2 separate regions of the Mus musculus genome follow, and region 1 is linked to region 2. The links are chromatin contacts, called in public Hi-C maps. All regions are on one chromosome and are shown on one strand. The core of a region is the stretch at or near the end of the contact, and the rest is flanking DNA. Distances in the headings are between cores, read along the strand shown. Region 1 holds the start of Insig2 (insulin induced gene 2). Region 2 has its middle 22 kb from the start of Gm34698.

Evidence for each region. Hi-C and Micro-C count contacts between places; a contact is called where the count stands out from the background.
Region 1: a contact with region 2 is called in a Hi-C map of muscle stem cells, with 3 times the contacts expected there. The contact joins the promoter of Insig2 here to the enhancer-like site in region 2. A contact is called at or near these places in 1 of 39 promoter capture datasets (the 3T3-L1 cell line), 1 of 484 Hi-C or Micro-C datasets (muscle stem cells) and 1 of 9 other capture datasets (liver).

The regions. Positions count from the first base shown.
Region 1 is chr1:121,325,369-121,331,458 of GRCm38.p6, reverse strand. It overlaps Insig2 (insulin induced gene 2), which reads left to right and starts at 3,435. Exons shown (of 6, transcript NM_133748.2): 1 at 3,435-3,768.
Region 2 is chr1:121,012,851-121,018,500 of GRCm38.p6, reverse strand. No RefSeq gene overlaps it. Among named protein-coding and RNA genes, the nearest start is that of Gm34698, 22 kb to the right of the region's middle. Within about 2 kb of position 4,175, at least 49 of the 459 cell types and tissues checked have an H3K27ac peak or open chromatin away from gene starts, as enhancers often do. A contact at or near this core is called in muscle stem cells, where this site is marked.

The DNA.
Region 1 (6,090 bases), core at 2,186-4,685, 310 kb before region 2:
ATATGCAGTATCTCCCCCAGGCTCATGTGTTTGGACACTGTTTCCAGCTCCTGGTGGTAATTAGGTAGTGGAGCCCTGCTGCAGAAATGTGGTCACTGGGCTGAGCCTGGAGGCTTTGTAGTTAAGTCACATTTCCTGTCCATTCTCCAATGTGATCAGCAGACTCACGCGCCTATCCCCTTGACTTTCCCACCATGACAGACTGCAGTCTTTCTTATGACATGATCTAAAATAAACTGATTTACCCTCAAGTCATTTCTTGTCAGGTATTTAATCACAGCGATGAGAGAAATAACTAACATTGCTATTACATATCAATTTAACCATTTATTGTGGTTCTCTCACTAGACTGTAAGCGCAATTTGTCCATTTACTTTCTTCTTAAGGTCCAGTGCTTGATGTCTAGTAGCTGCTCAGGTTACAGTTGTAGAAGCGATGAATGAACTAAGAAATGATTCATCCAATAATCTTAAAGAGGCAAAATTTCCTTTTAGGCCCCTTAAGTTATGTATCTGTGTTAGTCTGTTTTGTTATGCTTGCTATAATAAACTATCTGGGACTGGGTCCTTTTTATGGAGATTTTTACTTAGCTCACAGTTTTGGAAGGTCAAAGTCTAAGACACTTGGCCAGGCTGGTTGAACCTGGGGAGGGCCTTTTACCTATGAGGCAACATGGTAGATAATATAGAGGAGACACGTGTAAGAGGGCAGGAGCTTGCCGAGAGGCAAGAGGCTTGCTCTTCTTATAACAACCTGCTCTCTAATAATGAATTCACTCATACCAGTCTTTAATCACCCCATTCATGAGTGGAGCCCAGATTGCATAATTGCTGTTTATTAGGCCCTGCCTATATCTTAAAGGTTCTACTACAGTGGTTGATATCCCCATACTAGGGCAGATTTCCATAAGCCTGGCATTAGAGAAGCTATGGCCAAACAAAAGCAGTATTTCACATTAAAACCTCCAGCTTTGGCGATACAGACACATGACCCCTGTGACCCCAGCACTTAGGAGGCAGAGGCTGAAGGATCTCTACAGGTTCAAGGCCAGCCTAGCCTGCATAGTGAATTTCAGGTCAGCCCCTGCTACACGGTGAGCTCTTGACTCAAATATGACCACAAACAAACAAACAAACACTACCATAAAAGAAAGATAAGATAGGTTTTAGAATTTGGGGTTCCAGTCATTGAATAGAAAAACCTGCCATGTTCTTTGGTTTTACTGTCTCGATGCTTTTTATTTGAGTAAGATTTCCAAGTGCCAGGTTCTCAGAACCTTAACTGAAGTATCCGCCCACATACAATAATTACCATTAAGGCTGAAGATGTCTGCTAGCTGCTCAGGTTGAAGTTGTAGAAGAGATAAATGAACTTGTAAATGATTCATTTTATAATCTCAAAGAAGCAAAAGTTCTTACTGTTTTTTTTGCTTTGTAGAAGTAAATGAAGCTTTTAGGGAAGTAAAAGCAGCCCAGTGACTTCTGTGGATGTTTGCTTATATTTAGCTGCAGTGTTTATTCTTTCTAATTTGCCCAATGGTCTCTCTCATTGAAAGAACAAACAAGAAGTATTATTGGGGCAGGGCAACAGCAGAACTATCAAATCACTGATATTTCTAGTGGTTAAAAGGACTTTAAAAATTAGCAGGTTCACTATTTTACTTCATATCTATAAAAAGAAAAACCTAGAAAAAAAGGACCAATTGGACCTGACTTCACATATGGAGTCAGTGCTGAGACACAACTGAACTTTCAAAAAGTCTTCACCAGCAGTCCAATGGCACAGAACCAACTTTAAAGTAAGCCAAAATAAATATGATCTCACCGCCCTCTTAAGTCATACCCTGACATCAGTTTGTTCTGGATTTTCATGTTGCTGTGAAAAACAAATGCTTGGCAAAAGGACTTGAGGGAGGATGGGTTTATTTTGGCTCCCATTAAGGAAGGACACAGGCCATCACCATAGCTAAGGCATGGAGGCGAGAGTGAGGTCACACTGACTGAAGAGACAGGAAAGAAACAGGAAACTGAGAGGAGTGTTGATGCTCAGTGAGCTTTCTCTTTTTTATTCAGCTCTTGACCCCATTGGGGCTGCTCACATCCATGTGCTTCTTCCTTCCTTCTTTCCTGAAATGTTTCTAGAAACATCCCTCAGACATACACCCAGAGGTATTCCCATAGCGATTCTCAATCCTGCCAAGTTGACAAAAATATCATATCATGGATAATATGGGTTATCCCATGTGTATTTTTATTTTTCCTTATAAAACTCTTCATCTGTGCAGCATAATTAGCCTAGGCTTTCAATTACTATGCATAAAAACCTGCAGGAATTAAATTTAAGATTAGCTAGACAAAAACCATTAGAAATACATGAAAAGCCATATTATTACATGCTGAGTCTTTTGGTCCAAGTTTAGTTTCTCTTATTTTTAAGAAATAAATGTGTTGATAAAATGATCAGAAACTGTTAAAGATGCATCTGATTGTTAGTTCAAAGTAAATGAAAACAAAGGCATTTAACCAAATGACATTCTCTTGCTAAATTATAGCAATTACTTTAGGCCCATAGTTCCTACAAAACTCTCCTTAAGACCAATGCAATCAGACCACAAGCATAATATATTTTTGGCTAAGCTCCCCAAAAGATGATATAGTGAACAGCCCAGAGGTGGTAATCAAGCCACTTATTAGCCTTTAAAAACACTCTGTAGAGGAATGTAGTGGTGGGCAGGAAAAATGATCAAAACGTATTGTATATGTATGAAATTTTTCTTTAAAAAAAAAAAAAAAGAGTCCTTAAGGACTTCATACAATGCATTTTTATATTTACTCCCCACTTCCCTGACACATCTCCCGGATTCGCACTCCACTTCCCCACTCGAACTTCAAGTCCTTAAAATCTTCAAGGAATAAAGAAAACAAAACTTCTCTGTACCATTTTCCATCCAAAACAACAGCTCATCTGCACCATCTCCAACGTGCACACTATCCATTCTCTTAATTATGGTTTCCAGTTCTAAAAGGAAGGTCTTAGCTGGGCGTGGTGGCGCACACTTCTGATCCTAGCACTGAGGAAGCAGAGACAAGTAGCTCTCGAGGTCTGCCTGGTCTACCTGGGTAGCTTCAGACCGGCTAAGGCTACATACACTGTGTGACCCTGTCTCAAGAAGGAAGCGCTTTAAGTCAAATTTTGACAGTAACAGAGGTGATAAGGTTTTGTGTTGCTTGGTCTTTGACCCAAGTCTCTCGAGAGCTGATGCAAAGAGCTGCCTTTAATCCGTATTCAGAAAGGATACTGAGGCACACTCCAAGGCGGGAAGAAGTTGCAGGCGACAACCGTGGAGCCTGTCACCCGGCTGGCAACTGCGGCCCACGCAGAGGGTGGAGTCTCGGGCTGCGCGTGCGTGCGCGCACGAGTCCCTCACTCCGCCCACAGAGTCCAGATGCCCATCCAGAACCTCTGACTCCCGAGGGCACCAACAACAGCTGATTTCGCAGCCTCTCCTCCTCCCAGACAGGGTCCCCACCTCCTTCCAGCCCGGAGTGCCCGGCACACCGGAAGTCCTTTTGCCCCGTCTCCGCAGAGCGGAGGCAGTGCGCGCAGAGGCAACCGGAAGCTCCTCTGCCCCTACCGTCAGCGTGAAGCCGCCGGGCGGCGCAGGCGCAGTGCGGCTCAGGCGGAGCTGTGGGAGGGGAGTAGGTCGGGGGCCGGTCCCTGAAGATGGCGGAGGCGGGGGTGAACTGGGGGTCTCCGGGCAGAGCTCAGGTGAGCTTATTTGGCCGGGGACGGCTCGAGGACGGCGGTGGCTTTTGGGAAGAGGAGCTGTTTATGTTTTAACGTCGCAGGCTGGCAACACTCCTAGCTGGTGTTGGGGGATCCAGGACCCGCAGGTGGGGCCTGCTGGGGCGAGGGGTCCCCGGCTTACCTGGAGAGAGGTCAGCGAGATCTAGGGAAAAACCAGCGGGCTCATAGAGGGACAGGCTTTGGGGGATGCCGAGGTCCCTGGACAGTGGAAGACTGTCAGAGTGGAAGAAGGCTGGAGGACAGCGGAAAGGGCGACCCTGGAGGTCTGTTTGGGGACAGAGATGGGCCAGCTGTCTAGTGTACACCTGCCCGGACTCGGTGCCTTGTAGTCTGGGAGGAAGACTCAGGCTTGTATGGGAGATGGATGGAAATTAGGTACATAACCGTAGGAAGTTTAGAATCTACCGAAATAAGAGGACTCCTGAGTTGAAGAGTAGGGATTGTGAATCGGAAGTGAATACCTTTTAGGTATGTATCAGTGGGTGCTGCCAAGCAGTTGTTGCCAGGGCCTAGAAGTCGGTTGGTGATAGTAAGTGGGGCTTTAGCGTCGTTCTTTGGGGATGAGCCGGCTGGTAAAGGAAAACAGTGCTTTGCTGAGGATGGCGTTTAGGGACACGAAAGGAGTTAAAACTTAAGTGAAAAGTTGTTCACGGGTAGTGTGAACTATGTCGTTGGGTGAAATAGATACCCCGAAGTGTTTACTGTTTTGTAGGATTGATGAGGAAATTCTTGGAGAAAGAGCAAATTGAGTTGACTGTTGGGACACTTATGTTGGCTGGTTTCAGTGACCACAGCAATGAAAGACAGTCTCCAGTTCTGGATTAAAACAAAACAAAACAAAACAAAACAAAAAAAAAAAACCAAGGCTTCCATGCGGGGCTTCCTCTCTGCCCCCCCTTCCCCCCTAGCTTTGGGGTTTGGCCCAGACAGTGAACTACTGAATGAAAATGAATAAAGGGGTGTCCCCTGTTAATTAATGACCTGCGGGGGAAAAACAATGACTGATGTTTTCTTCCTCCATCGTTTTTTCTGGATTTGTAACCGCTGATATTACTTGTTTTCATAGTATTCAGCTCGCATCTATTATGAAATGACCAATCTATGAGTCGTTTTGTATTCGGGGAAATTTGATGCTTTAAAAACGGATAATTGTGTTTTAGATAGAGATACTGAAAAGGAAAAGATAAAGGACAGTTCAGTAAAAACACTGTTTTTATTGTGTGTAGAAAATTATCACCAAGCAGTAGATAACATTTTTTAAGGACTAAGCTTTCTGTGCTTTCTGTTTAAAGCAGTGCGCTGTGTGACTGCTGCTTGCTTAATGGTTTCTGTGTTTGGGTTTTAATGTGGGGAGAGAAGAGCAACGGCACTTTTTCTTCCTAGAGCTTCTAACGCACCTTTTGAGAGTCATATCTGTATGCTTTTATTTAAGGAGGGTTAAAGCATGTCATGGAATTGCGGTTTTGTCCTGCTGATGCGTATTCTGTTTTGTGAACGCCGTTCTAATGAGCACAGCATGTGTTAAAAAAAGGGTGGTGGTGGTAGTAATTTAACATTTTTATTTGTTAATGTATCTAACCCAGTCTCAGAAGAGAGATTCATCTGAGAATGCAAACTTACCAATGTGACACTAGTTATTGAAAAATGAATAATCCTGTTTGCTTGCAACTAAATGGTTAAGTTACTTGATTTACCAGGTGTGGTGGTGCGTGATGGATATACTAGTGCTTGGGAAGTAGAGGCAGGAGAATCATATCATAAGTTCACCGTCATTCTTGATTATATATTGAGTTTGAGGTCAACGACCTAGACAAAAAACAAACAAACAAAAAACCCAAAAAACAGAAGAAGCCTAAATTCCAGCTAGGTCTTAAGTTCCTATATTTCACTTCTATACTTTCTCAAATGCTTCTTACCTGAGAGCATGATCTTGATGGTGAACATAAACTTTGATTTGCTTGTGCTCTAGAATTACTTAGGCCTCTCGTCTATCTAAAAGCAATGCTATGAATCCATTATCACTATTAAGTCACATGGGTAGTATTTTTTCAGCTTTGATAATTTGTCACTGATCTAGTAGCTAAACTATGCAAACTGTTTTTCTGTGTTCATTCATGCACTTTATGGAAACTGTAGATCAGGGCTCAAGGTAGAATACTTACTGCATGTCCTCTTGTCAAGTGTTCTCTTAAATTGTAGAAAGCATTGTTTTGGAGTTAGTAGTTCATGAGGACATTAAAAATAGTTTCCTGCAGGGCGGTGATGGTGCACGCCTTTAATCCC
Region 2 (5,650 bases), core at 2,926-5,425:
AAGGACAGGAGTGGGTGGGTGTGTTGGGGAGCACCTTCATAGAGGCAGGGGCGATGAGATAGGGGAGTTAAGAAGGTGAGACCTGGAAAGAGGAAAAATATTTGAAATGTAAATAAAGAAAATATCCAATAAAATATAGTCTGACCAAAAGCAACTTAAGGAAGGAAAAGTTTTATTTAGCTTACACTTTCCAGTCACAGTCACTGAGGAAAGTCAGGACAGGAACTAGAAGCAGGGACTTGAAGGAGAAATAATAGAGAAATGCTATATGCTTTCTCCCTCTCCAGCCCCCAGGCACATGCTCTGCTAACTTTCTTTTACAGTCCAGGACCACCTTCACAGATTGGTGGGTTGGGCCCTCCCTCCTGCAACAATTAGCAACCAAGACAGTCTCCCACAGATGTGTCCACTGACCAACTTGATTCTGACAATCACTCCATTGAGACTTTTCCACCTAGGTGACCCTAGGTTGCATGCAGCTCATCATTGAGGATATTGGGGACAGACAAAAACCAAATCCCCTTTCTGTGCAAATATTCCAGGAAATAAAAAGGTGTTGGCTATGAATTCAGGGACATACACTGTTCATTTGACTTTAATTTATGAGGGTAATGTTCAATTCTACAAGGGATGGCTTTGGATCTTAAGAAATAGCTTGGAGAATTTCACAGAGGACCAGAGATGCTTAAATATCTAAAAATGTAGTGTATTCTGATGGTTTGGGTTGGCGACTATCATAGTGGGTATTGCCATTTGATAATAGATAATCTCTCAGCAGTTCTGGTGTTGGGCTGGTGATGAGGCTCAGCAGATAAAGATGCTTTCCTCCAAGCCTAGTAGCTTGAGGTCTGTCTCTGGGACCCACATGGTGAAAAGAGACCGGTTGTTGCAAGCTGTTCTTTAACTACTACATATGTGCCTAATAAATACAATTTTGAAAAGGGTCCCTGTATTTAAGGCTCTGTCTCCCCCTGATAGGAGATGGTGGAAATTTGAGAGGTAGGAAGGACTTCATTGGAGAATGTTATGCAGTTGCGTTGTATACCCTTGAATGGGATTTGGGGATGCTAGCATCTCTTCTCTTTCTGTTCCCCAAACTAGCATAAAGTAAACAACTTCACTATATGCTCCCTAAAGCAGGGGGTCCTGACCATGAGCTGAGACCTCAACCTTTTCTTCTTCTTTTTTTTAAATTTATTTTTTATTACATATTTTCCTCAATTACATTTCCACTGCTATCCCAAAAGCCTCCCACGCCCCCCCCCCACCCATTCCCATTTTTTGGCCCTGGCGTTCCCCTGTACTGGGGCATATAAAGTTTGCCTGTCCAGTGGGCCTCTCTTTCCAGTGATGGCCGACTAGGCCATCTTTTGATACGTGTGCAGCTAGAGTCAAGAGCTCCAGGGTACTGATTAGTTCATAATGTTGCACCTATAGGGTTGCAGATCTCTTTAGCTCCTTGGATACTTTCTCTAGCTCCTCCATTGGGGGCCGTGTGATCCATCCAATAGTTGACTGTGAGCATCCACTTCTGTATTTGTTAGGCCCCAGCCTAGTCTCACAAGAGACGGCTATATCACGGTCCTTGCACCAAACGCTTGCTAGTGTATGCAATGGTGTCATCATTTGGAGGCTAATTATGGGATGAATCCCTGGATATGGCAGTCTCTTGAAGGTCCATCCTTTTGTCTCAGCTTCACACTTTGTCTCTGTAACTCCTTCCATGGGTGATTGTTTCCAATTCTAAGAAGGGGCAAAGTGTCCACACTTTGGTCTTCGTTCTTCTTCAGTTTCATGTGTTTTGCAAATTGTATCTTATATCTCAATATATTAAGTTTCTGGGCTAATAAGTTGAGCTTCCTCAGGCATTTTGTCACAGTGACAGAATGCTGACCAACAGAGTGGGACGGTGAAGTGCAGAGCCTTGACACAGAACTGGGAGGACATGGTTGTCACCTGATTGATCTCACCCCAGCTATTTTTTTCTTATAGGCCTGATTGTCAGCAAAATATGAGAAATATGTGTCTGTGATGACCAACTCCCGGTTCTTTCTCTGTCAGGAAGTTCTAACTGTACCTAAGTGCCTAGGTCCACTGAGCCCTTAGCCACAGTTGATGACAAAACAAAACAAAACAAAACAAAACAAAAAAACCCCCTATTTCTACAGTTTGCCTCTAAACAGGAAATGAGCACATTGTGCTGTGTCCCCAATGGCATGTGGATTCTTCTACTCAGAGGCTGATCTAACTGACCAAGTTCTTTGATTTTGAGGATTTATACAAATCAGCCAGACTTTTCCATATTACCCAGGTTTATTATACGGCTCAAAGTCCATTCCTAAATCACACCTGAAGTTCCTTTTTTAATTGGTTATTTTATTTATTTATATTTCAAATGTTATCCCCTTTCCCGGTTTCCTCTCTGCAAACCCTCTATCCCATCTCCCCTTACCCCCACTACTATGAGGTGCTCCCCAACCCCACTCCCTCCTCACTACCCTAGCTTTCTTCTTCACTAGGGCATCAAGCCTTCAGAAGAAACCATTCAAGACTCCTAGCAGGGCAGCAGTGGGAAAGTGTGAGCACTATGCTTCTTACCCATTTCTCAAATCTTAGTGTCTAGTCTTGATGAAGGTAGATGTATTTGTCAATCTGGCACCGCCCAGAATCTCCTGGGAAGCCTCTCAATGAGGAATTGTCTACTATGGGTTAGGCTGTGGGTAAGTCTTGGGAATGCTGTCTTATTATGGTAATTAATAAGGAGAGACTCAGTCCACTGTGGGTGACACTACTTCTTAGGCAGGGGTCCAGAATTATATAAGGACCATGAAATGAACCAAGTAAAGAATCATGCACCCATTCATTTGGACTCAACTGGCAGCTTCATGCTCCTGCCATGGGCACGTCCTTGTGCCAGCATGGATGGTTACCATAAACTGTGAACTGAATAAACACTTCTCTACTGCAAGTTGTTTTTTATCAGGACATTTTGTTGTGGCAACAGAAATGAAACTAGGGAGATATCTTAGCACAGTAAATGTTTGTTTATTTCTTTTATAAAAAGGAAAGATTTATTTTATCTATGTACACGTGTTTGTGTGATTATTTGCACATGTGTCTCTGATGTGGAAAGAGTGTCTTCAGGACACCCTTCTTGTCACATGAGTGTTTCTGTTCAAACTCCAGTCCTCAAGATTACATAGAAGGCACACTTAAGCACTGAGACATCACATCTGTTCCAAAGTTCCTTTCTTGGTCTTGTAATATTATTCTCTGCTGTACAGCTTTCCTCTCTCTTGCTCTCCTTCATTGATGATATGTAAATTTGGGGGTTAAGTCAAGTGAAATGGAGGTTATAAAGGTAAAAGAAAAAAATGTGCTCTTGACTAGATAATGAGGACAAGTAGCAGAAAGAGCTGGATGGGCTTGGACACATGAGATGCCTGTAATGACAGGGAGAGAAATAAGGTACAGGTCATAAACCCAAGGAACCAGGTTGTCTTTGTAAAGCTAAAAGTGGTCCTCAGAAGAACTGGGAAGATTGTGAGGACCGAGAGCCAGCCCACCAGTGAAAGACTCTGCAGCCTCACTGACAGTGGGGTAGGACCAGGCCAAAAAAAAAAAAATCCTTTACACTGAGTGCAAATGATGTGCTTACTATGATATATATATATATATGTATATATATATATACACGTATATATATGTATATATGTGTATATGTGTATATATGTAAACATATATACATATATGTGTATATATGTGTGTATATACATATATATTTACCTTGTATAATGCTTAATTTTGCTTGTCAATTTGGCTAGACCAGAGATAAGCCACTCAGAATACTTCTAAAGTGTTTTCTTGATCTGAGTGGAGAGAACCATCCTAAAGTTCTGCAGTATCTTCTAATGACCACACACATGCCATGGCAGATGAATACCCACACTCACAGACATACACACTCACTCATTGTGTGCATGCACGCGCAAGCGCGTGCGCACACACACACACACACACACACACACACACAAATAATAAATAAAATAAGAATTAAAATGAAAAGAAGACATACTGTGTAGTGACTGAATTTTTGTTAACCTGTCTGGGTCCTGAGATGCTTTAAAAATAGCTCCAGGAAGAAAGCCAGGCTCATCTGAAGGAATGAGTCACAAAGGGCAGACCAGCAGCCGTGACTCAGAGGTATTCTGGGTGAAGGCCTGCCCTGGGTCTTCCAACCACGCCACCCACTCATCTCATATTTCCTTCTCATACGATCTGATTATTCTTTTCTCTTGCTGCCAATCAGACTTCACTTCTCTCACTCAAGCCACGGGTAATTATTTCACCCTTGACTAATTGACGGTGACAAATAGCTACTAAATTGGGTAGATAAGGGGAACAAATTTGGTGTTCTTGTCTTTCCCGGACTTTTCAGGCTGGGAGAGATTGGAATGTTCCCCTGGATTGAATTGCACAAAATTGTACCGTCAATCTTAAGGACATCCGTATGAGCTAACAAGATACAGGGACACAAAAGAAAAAAGAACACAGCAGAAAACTTCCTAACGTTTAATGTCCTAACGGCGGCAGCAGAGTACATAAAAGAGGAAAAAAATGTGTGTGTGTGTGTGTGTGTGTGTGTGTGTGTGTGTGTGTGTGTGTGCCTGCACGTGTACATAAAGCTCACAGCAAGACTGACTGTTGAGTGAGGAATTGTAAATTTATCTACAGCTTATGAACATAATCTCAGCCTAAAGTATGAGTGGGATGAAGTTCTGAGGAAGAAAACCTCTTGCTTGAAGCATGTAGAGTTGCAGTTTCCTTGTCCACAGCAGAATAAAAGTTTATTTCACTTTGTTTTGATCATAGATCATGACTTCTCCACCCTCTGCAAAAGCTCACAATCAGAAATAGCTTGAAAATAGTAGGGGGCTAGGGAAATGGCTCAGTCACTAAATGCTTGCCATCTAAACAGGATGACCTGAGTTTAAGGGCCAGGACCCATGTTAAAAAGCCTGGCATGGCTGCACGTTTGTCAACCCAGATCTGGCACATAGATAGGAGGACTCGAACGACTTGCTAACTGGCAAGTTGAGACAAATCAGTAAACTCAGGTTTATCGAGAGACCCCATCTCAAAAACTAGGGTGGAAACCTACTGAGGAAAACACCTGAAAGGCAACACATCTGACTTAGACATGCATGTATACATTATTGTACATGTGTTTGCCCACATAAATTGATAACCAACATCTTTTACATCATGGACCACTTCAGATGATGGCCCTAGAGAAGCTGAGACCATCCTAGTCTTTCATCATAGCCTCCCTTTACCTCACTTGGTCCTGTATGCTCCACCTACCAGTGGTTTGGCTAATATTTATGGTACTAAAGTGGAAGGAGTTTTTTTGAATTGATTCAGTTTAAAGCGGGATTTTGAATGTCTCATTTGATTTTAAATAAAAGCTCAGGAAATTCAGCCAGGCATCAGGTGACATGAGCAACCTTGAAGGGAACAGCTTTTTAGTAAGCCCCAACTTTTGATGTATTGTTCAACAACCACCTTAATCAGAATGTCTCTCTGGAAGCCGCCATGATTAGCAGTGACATGCTAATTGAAATGTACTTTCCCCAGTGAACCACTTAAC